Regions from separate parts of the Triticum aestivum genome. Here region 1 is linked to region 2. The links are chromatin contacts, called in public Hi-C maps. All regions are on one chromosome and are shown on one strand. Each heading gives the region's core, a stretch centred on a gene start, on an enhancer-like site or on the middle of the called end of the contact. The rest is flanking DNA. Distances are from core to core; before and after follow the strand shown. Region 1 has its middle 100 kb from the start of LOC123051561. Region 2 has its middle 61 kb from the start of LOC123051561.

Region 1 (3,927 bases), core at 369-2,868, 44 kb before region 2:
GCAGCCAGATTTGGAGCCGCAAGAGGCCAGAAGCCCCACCGCCGGCTCCGCGGATCTCATCCGCCGGAGAGCTTGCTGCCCGCGCAGCCAAGTCCACCGGACCACACCCGCGCCACCACCAGCCGAGGAGACGGTGGCGCCTCACCGAACGAGGCCGCCGCCCTGGATTCTGACGCCCCCCGCTGGAGAAATGGAGTAGCAGAGGCCCCGCCGCCACCTTCCTTGGCGACGCCCCGGGCTTGCCCGGCGGATGCCTCTGGCGGCAGCAAGGAGGGAGGAGAGGAAAGGGGAGGCGGTGAGCGAGGGCTAGGGTTGTCGCCCTCGAGCCGCCCGAGAGGGGCGACGCGAGGGAAGGGGTAGAATCCAGGCTTGGTTTCTTCTTCTGACCCAGAGGGTTGCTTTTGGAGAACCAATGAAACTAAAACACTCGCATGGATGCAACATGGCCGTGTTCTTGAATCTTGATGGTACCCTACACCTGTCGTCCAGCCGGTGGCTGCCAGAGTAAAGTGCCAAGGTGTCAATGGTCATGATGCCCTAATCCGCCGCGTAGCCTCGACTTCAATTTCTTGTACGTTTCGTTGATCCGGTCGCCAAAGCCGCCACGCCTAGTGTCCATGATTTCATGCTGATTATCAGGCCGCGATGGAGATGCACATGCCACATGCCCGGCATTGATTGTTCATCCGGTGTGTCATTGTACACGAGACGTTCTTCCTGTCTCCGTAATAATAAGAGAAATTATGTGTGAGCATGCATGCGAGGCATGATTGGAAACATCGAGCCCGCGAGGTTTGCGTAGCATGCTAGTACATGGCCTGCATGCCTGGGTGCTGTAGTAGTTAACGATCGGACACTGCATGCAATTGCATACTTGTCCGGTATATATATATATATATATATATATATATATATATATATATATATATATATATATCCAATTTCCAGGTACCTTTTGCTTGTGTTCCGAAAATAGATTAGCTGAGGTTTTTCCGCTTGCAAATGGATGAACAAGGGCGTACGTGCGCGATGCACCGCATATTTGATCCTTCCTCCACGGGCGGTTCCACAGCATGAAAGATATACTAGATCAAGTTAAGAGTGACGCTGTTGTCCGAAAATGAACCTATGGAGAGAGGGACCATCCTCCGTCGTGGTCACCGCGAGCTAATTTCACCGTCCAATCAGCCACAGCTGGATTCTCTGTCTCCTAGGTGAATGGGACTCGCACATCCAGTTACGGCAAACCCACGCTAGCCGCTAACAGCACAGTAGTTCGTTCGTGCATTCTTTTGCTCAACCTCTAACTTCTTCCGCCAATGAGGAACAAGCGTTTTAACACAGGATCTTCACGTAAGATTCCACGAATATACCATTGACTGAAACTTAGTTAAGTCTTAGTCGACATTTAGCAATCCCGTTGAACATTCTCCTTGTGTACTATTCTTCGGTGTAACTGAGAATTATTACTTTTTTTTTTGCGGGACCGTCCGAGGCTGGGGCATGGGCACTACCGCCCGCGTGATGGGGCTAGGCCGTTTGTTACTAAGTGTACGTCTCCCTCGTGCGCTAGCTCGCTCGTCGCCGGTGGAATGCTACGTCTTCTTGGCAGCGCTGCTTCCCTCCGTCCGCGTCCCTTTCGGGCACGGGGTCCGCCACACCACGACGCTCTAGAAGACAGAGGCCGCGGCCGCGATCGCACGCTCGGTTGTCCCCTGCGCGGGGCAGCCGTGTCGTCGGTGTCTTTCAAATTCCATGGTACCTTTCCCAAGGGAATAAACACGGCGCACATTCTCTTGTCGAATGGCCAACTTTGCTATCGCTCATTTCCTGATGTATCTGTATTCAATAGTTTAGTGCAAGTGCAAGGGGAAATTAAACAATGGTGTACACCCTATACATGACGCAGACAAACGCTCGAATTGTAGCTGTCCAAGAGCTCTCTCGGACCGGTACCCCATCATGTCATGTGCGGTGCAGATGCCCTGCCGCCTTCGGCCATGGCTGCAAGCTGCAAGCAAGGAGAGCAAATGCTAGCCACATCATACGTACGAGTACGACCTCTGCTTGGCCAAGAACTCCGTGGGCCCACGCAGGGTCACGTGGCGAGCCTCGGCAAGCCGATTCCGATACCGTGGGCCCGACCCTATAGCAGCTTGACACCTGTACCCCGGCCGGTGTGTCCCGTGAGACTGACGCTTGCACCGGCTCTCACCATCACACAAATTCACAAATCAGACGTCTTGTCAAGGAAATGCATTTCTGGTGAGCTAAATCGTCGAAAGCTCGTAATTATAACTGGCTTAAACAGTTTTTGACGAAATCAAACGGACCACGCAGGCAAGGATCAGAGCACCTGCTGCTCTTGTTCTCTTGCTCGTTTTTCTCAATGAGAACGTGATCTCAATTTTGTCAGTCAAAATAATCTTATGGACAGAGCCAAATCGTGCTTGCTGATCGACGGCTGACCTCAGATCACATCGATGCCTGGATAGGTGCAGTGTTTCAGAGAAAGAGTTGAGGATTTTCCGGGAAACTTCTGCACGCTGCAGGTGCTTGGGCAATTGAAACCAGTCCTGCGATTCTTCTTTGGGAGTCGATGGGGGAGGCGACCGCGGGGGTGACCGTAGGGGCGAGCGCCGCCCATGCACGCATTCCGGCCCCCTCCCGTAGCGGTCGGCGGCGAGTCGGGGGCCGATTCTGGGCTCTCGCTGACGTCGATGAGGATGAAGCGGACGGGGAGGCGGATGAGCTCTTGCCGGAGTCTCCACCGTCGCCGACGCCATCGGACTTGATTTGCAAAAAAATTCATTCCGGCTACGAGGAGGAAGTGGCAGCGACTGTCGACAAAGTGCTGCCCCTGGACGATCCGGCTAGGACAGGGCTTCACACGGGGGAGAAGGAGATGGTTCGGCGTGTCGTTCAACGGAGGACGGCGGCGACGGCGATCAGGCAGTGGAAGGGCCCCCTCCCCAAGTCTACCAAACCTTACTCTCTTCGATATGATTCGTCCGGATTCTTGGATCGTGGTTAAGAGGAGGAAGAATGGCCTCCGGGCGGTGGCTGGACCGGCGTCGGCGGCGACCGCGGCGTCAACGCCGGTAATGCCGGGGATCGGGATCGCAGCGGATCGGGCGCGTCATTTGAAAGCTATCCTGGCCCGCGACGGGCCAGTGCATCGTGACGGGGGGTATTCGGCCCAGCGCGGGCCGCAACTGAGTGGGTCGGGGTTAGCTGGGTATGAGGCCCAGGCTAAACCGGACTCCATCTCTGTTGCGAGCGCCGACCCATGCATGATGGCGATCGATCGTCGTTCGCATTGCTCGTCTACGCCGCCTCCTAGGGTTTCTCGACGCTGTGTGGTGCCGGGGTTCCCTGCGTGCGGTCCTGGGTGAGCGGCGCGTATACCACCCCTAGCGGCCATGGCTGGGCGTGGGGCTGGTGCTCCGCCGGGATAGAGACCTCCGGTGGCTGCCGGGGCTGGGCGTGGTGTTGGTGCGCCGCCGGGACCGTGCCGGCCGCTGCGGGTCGCGGCGGTGGATCGCTGGGGCCTAGGCCGCCGGCGCCTGGCCGAGTGGCCGCTGCGGGGCGTGGCAATGTGGCGCAGGGGCCTAGGCCGCCGCCGCCCGGGACAGCCGTGGTGGCACCCCGCAAGCAGCCGCAGGCGCATGGGCAGCAGCCCCGGGTTGCGCCGCCGCCCCACTTCGTCGCAAGGCCGCCACAAAAATGGGCTGGGCTGGTGCAGACGCACGCACCGCCGCCTCAGCCTGAGAATGTGGGCGATGGTGGCGCGGGACATGCTCGTTTCCCGGCAAACCATGGTGGTAATGGACCGCCTCGGGGACAATGGGGTGACGATGGTTACAATGCTTATGGTGATGGCCAACATCGTGGCTCGTCGTCGGCGGGCGGCGGCCATGGATATGC
Region 2 (3,868 bases), core at 828-3,327:
TTTAACCTTCTTCGGAGGCTCGTGTGTTGGGTTGGTTGGATCACCAATTTCTTCCTCGGTGCCCATGTAGGCGGTCTTGGCGGAGTTGACAATAAGTACCTTCCACTTGGGTTGCCCATTCAACTTGAACCAACAATGCATGAGGATGAAATTCTTCTTCTCCATCTTCATGAACGAATTGCACGCACGGGAAGGCTACAAATTAAAACATTCCCAACAATTTTCGATCCGGCCAAATGACCTAAACATAGATCATATCCGGTCAACAATTTGCATATCCGGCCAAATGATCAACACACTTGTTTGCTCAGAGATTTGGGCACCACTTGGACACCGTCCGATGAGTTGCTTCAAGTGGCCGCAATAATTAGACACGGAATCTTGGATGATGTACCATTGATGGTTCATAGAATCCACCAAATGGTTGTGGATGAGTTCATCGGTGTAGGGCTCGAAATGCTTGTGCTCATGGAACCAAGTGTGAATATTGGCCCAAAATGTTGATCCCTTTTGCTCTATGCCATGGATCGGATCCATGCGAGTGACCAACCACGCATCGCACAACTACTGGTCCTCCCTCATGTTGAAGCTTTCTTCTCTACCCCGTTTCTTTGGATCGGTAGCAAATTCATCTGGATCAAGGTCCTCGTCACCGTCCTCCTCCCGCTCCTACTACCGGAGGCCCAATCTGGCTATGTGCCTGATTGTGTGTACGTGCCCAACAGGGTGTATGTGCCTGGGTGCATGGACTCTGATTCATCCACCTGAATGTCCTCGCTCAAACATATGTGTGTCCACGTTGTCGTACACCGACTCACCCTCTTGACACAGGTCGGTTGTGATAGCCTGACTTATTAGGGGTGATAGACTACTCATATCAATAAGGAATTCCTTCTTTTCCGGAAGCCCATTCAAACAGAACTCCAAAGTTAAGCGTGCTCAGCTTGGAGTAATTTCAGGATGGGTGACTGACCGGGAAGTTGCTCTCGGGTGTGCACGAGTGAGGACAAAGTGCGCAGAAAAGACTAGTATTGATCTGTGGGGCCAGTCTAGATCCCGCCAGGAGTAATGACCACCGGCGGGTGTGTCCTAGATCCCGCCAGGAGTAACGACCACCGGCGGGTGTGTCCGTGGCGTTACATCGGCGAACAGCGTGCAGGCACCGAGTTGCTCCACCCCGACGTCCGTGACCGAATAGGTTGCGACGATGCAGACTCCGAGAAAAGCAGCGGCACGTTGTTGATGTCGACATAGTAAGGCGCGGATGACTGGGACTGTCTACCGAGCTGTTGGGCGGCATAGAAGTAGGGAGCCTTATATTGCTTCAGCCAGGGCGGCGTCTGCACGAACGGCGACGGTGGCGGCGCCCAGTCTCCGCGGTCCCGCCCTGCACCAGAACCGCCGCTGGCACCACAACCACCACCTCTGTCGCCCTTCTTCTTTTTGAGCCGTGTCGCCTTTGCCTTTTGTTAGAGCCAGCGATCTCGCCGTGTCGCCAAGTTGATCTTGCAGGCGGTAGCTTTTGCCAGATCCTCCACCGCAGTCTCCGACAGCTTTTCATATGAGTCCTTAATGCGGGAGCGACAGTGAAAAAGGGCGGGAATTGGGGTGGAGAGCAGGGGATGGAAGAGGAGAGATTTGAGAAAGAGTGATTACGAGCGGGCTTCGGCGTCAGTTTTGGGTGGCTAGGGGTGTCGGAATCCTACGTGGCCGTCCGGACTCTTGCGAAGCCTCTTGTTTGGTTCCAGTTTACGTAAGACGAAAGTCCGAACTGGTCCGCGGATGGATTTGGAACTCCATTGGATGGCTTAAGGGTCCGGACGGAAGTGGGAGGTTTGAAGGTCTTTGTTGAAGATGCCTAAGATTTAATATACACCCTTGCATGACGCAGACAAACTCTCGAATTGTACCGATAATCCATCGTGTGGAGTGCAGAGATGCCCAGCCGTCGTCGCTTGCGAGCAAGGAGAACAAACACCGGCCACGTCATACGGACGACCTCTGGTTGACTGCGTGATCAGATACTCGGCTGACGCACACGGGGCGACGTGGCGAGGCTGGGTAAGCTGGTTCTAATACCGTGGGCCCGGCCCATATCGCAGCTTGACACCTGTACCCTTGGGTGTCCCCTGAGGCTGACCCTTGCACTGCTCACCATCATACATTCACAAAATAACACCGGTACTGAATCACACCTCATGCCTGGAAATGCATTTCGGGTGAACTAAGCATCACAAATTCTTAAATATAATTAGCTTACTTTTTGTTGACAAAATCAAAAGGAATATGCAGGCCAGTAAGGGAGCACCTAATTGCTACTCTTGTTCTCTTGCTCGTTTTCCTCAATGAGAACGTGATCACTATTTTGCCGGTCAAAATAGTCTGTGGACAGAACAACGGCGTGCTTGCTGATCGATCAGTGACCTCGGATCAGATCGATGCCTGGATAGGTGCACTGTTTCAGAGTAAGTGCAGGCTTTTTCCATGAAACTTCTGCACACTGCTGGCTTTGGGAGATTGAACCATTCCCTACCACGAGATGATAAGATTATGAAACGGGCAGAACCAGCGGCGGGGGAGAGACCCTGTCATTTTCCAAAGCTTAGACTAATGGACTCACCTAACCAGACATACATTAGCGACAGAGGAATCAAATGGCAGTCCTAATCCTGTTGGCCAAGGTTGGACTTCTTTTTTCAATGGTTACCTGTCTGAATCGGTGATCAGAAAATTACAATTGGCTGGGAAATATCTGTTCTACTTTATAGTTCAGGCCTAATACAGACATGCGCTGAGCTTTCACTATGGTGTAGAAAAGCCTTTGCTCCAATGGTGTCGCGTTCCGGAGGCTATATACAGTGAAGCAGTGTTGTTGATTTGTAACCACAAATGAGGTACAGCCAAGCATTGTAGGAAACCTAAATTGTATAATGTTCTATCAGCATCAGCATATCTATGCTTACATCACTGCAGAATCCTGAAAATGCAGCGTATATGCATATTCTAGTAAGTGGAAATAAAATGAGAACAGAAAAATTGCCTTGGAGAGCAGGGGATAGCACTGCGAATTGGCCCTTCGGAAATAAAAATAAGAACAGTTCAAAGTTAGAGAAGAAGTGCTCCTAAGATTGTTACCCACCGGCCAAAGGCACATGGGTCCTGGTGCTTTCCTAATATACTGTCCTTTCCTGGTGCTTTCACCTGAAGCAAGCAATTTGCTATGCTCCTCAAACTAAACAAAGATTCAGTCAAAAAAAAAAAAACTAAACAAAGACAAGTAATTCTCCAAACTCACGAGTTGCTGCCACATGCTGATTGATTGTGATTAAGAAAAGGAAAGCCAAAAGGAATTTAAGTGCTACCAAAACAACCATCTCTCTTATGCTGAGTATGATGGACTACTAACTCCATAATTGCTGTTGTTTAATCCTGCTTTGCCCTCTGAAGCAGCTAGTCTCAACTGGAGCAGGCTCCTACTAGTATATTCCAACACCAAATCATCACTTGCATGCTGCAATATGCAAGACAAGAATATACAAACTGTCTGGTGCACTTCGATTCAGCGAGAGTTTGCCGGTTTGTCCCCAAGAAAACTTGGCAGCTTTGGTGGCCAATTGTTTCGTCCAACGACTTAAACAATTGGGTCCCATAATAGATTTGTTTAAGGATGCCTAACTTCTCGCCATACACGTAGAAGATTCTCTTCATCAAAAGATAAGTATTTGCCATTTGATAAGATTTCTTTAGACAATCTAGAAGCATAATCGCGTAAAAATTATACACATAATTGCGTCTACTAAATTAAAACAGGTGAGGCGAGCAGGTCAGCAAACATAGAGTCAAATCGTGTCTCCTACCCTGTTTTTAT

What was found. A called contact is a pair of places that touch in the nucleus more often than the background predicts.
Region 1: a contact with region 2 is called in a Hi-C map of leaf, with 2.5 times the contacts expected there. The contact joins two enhancer-like sites. A contact is called at or near these places in 2 of 5 Hi-C or Micro-C datasets (both in leaf).

Annotation. Positions count from the first base shown.
Region 1 is chr2D:61,389,417-61,393,343 of IWGSC CS RefSeq v2.1, reverse strand. No RefSeq gene overlaps it. Among protein-coding and RNA genes, the nearest start is that of LOC123051561, 100 kb to the right of the region's middle. Within about 2 kb of position 1,618, at least 4 of the 8 cell types and tissues checked have an H3K27ac peak or open chromatin away from gene starts, as enhancers often do. A contact at or near this core is called in leaf, where this site is marked.
Region 2 is chr2D:61,346,185-61,350,052 of IWGSC CS RefSeq v2.1, reverse strand. No RefSeq gene overlaps it. Among protein-coding and RNA genes, the nearest start is that of LOC123051561, 61 kb to the right of the region's middle. Within about 2 kb of position 2,077, at least 1 of the 8 cell types and tissues checked has an H3K27ac peak or open chromatin away from gene starts, as enhancers often do. A contact at or near this core is called in leaf, where this site is marked.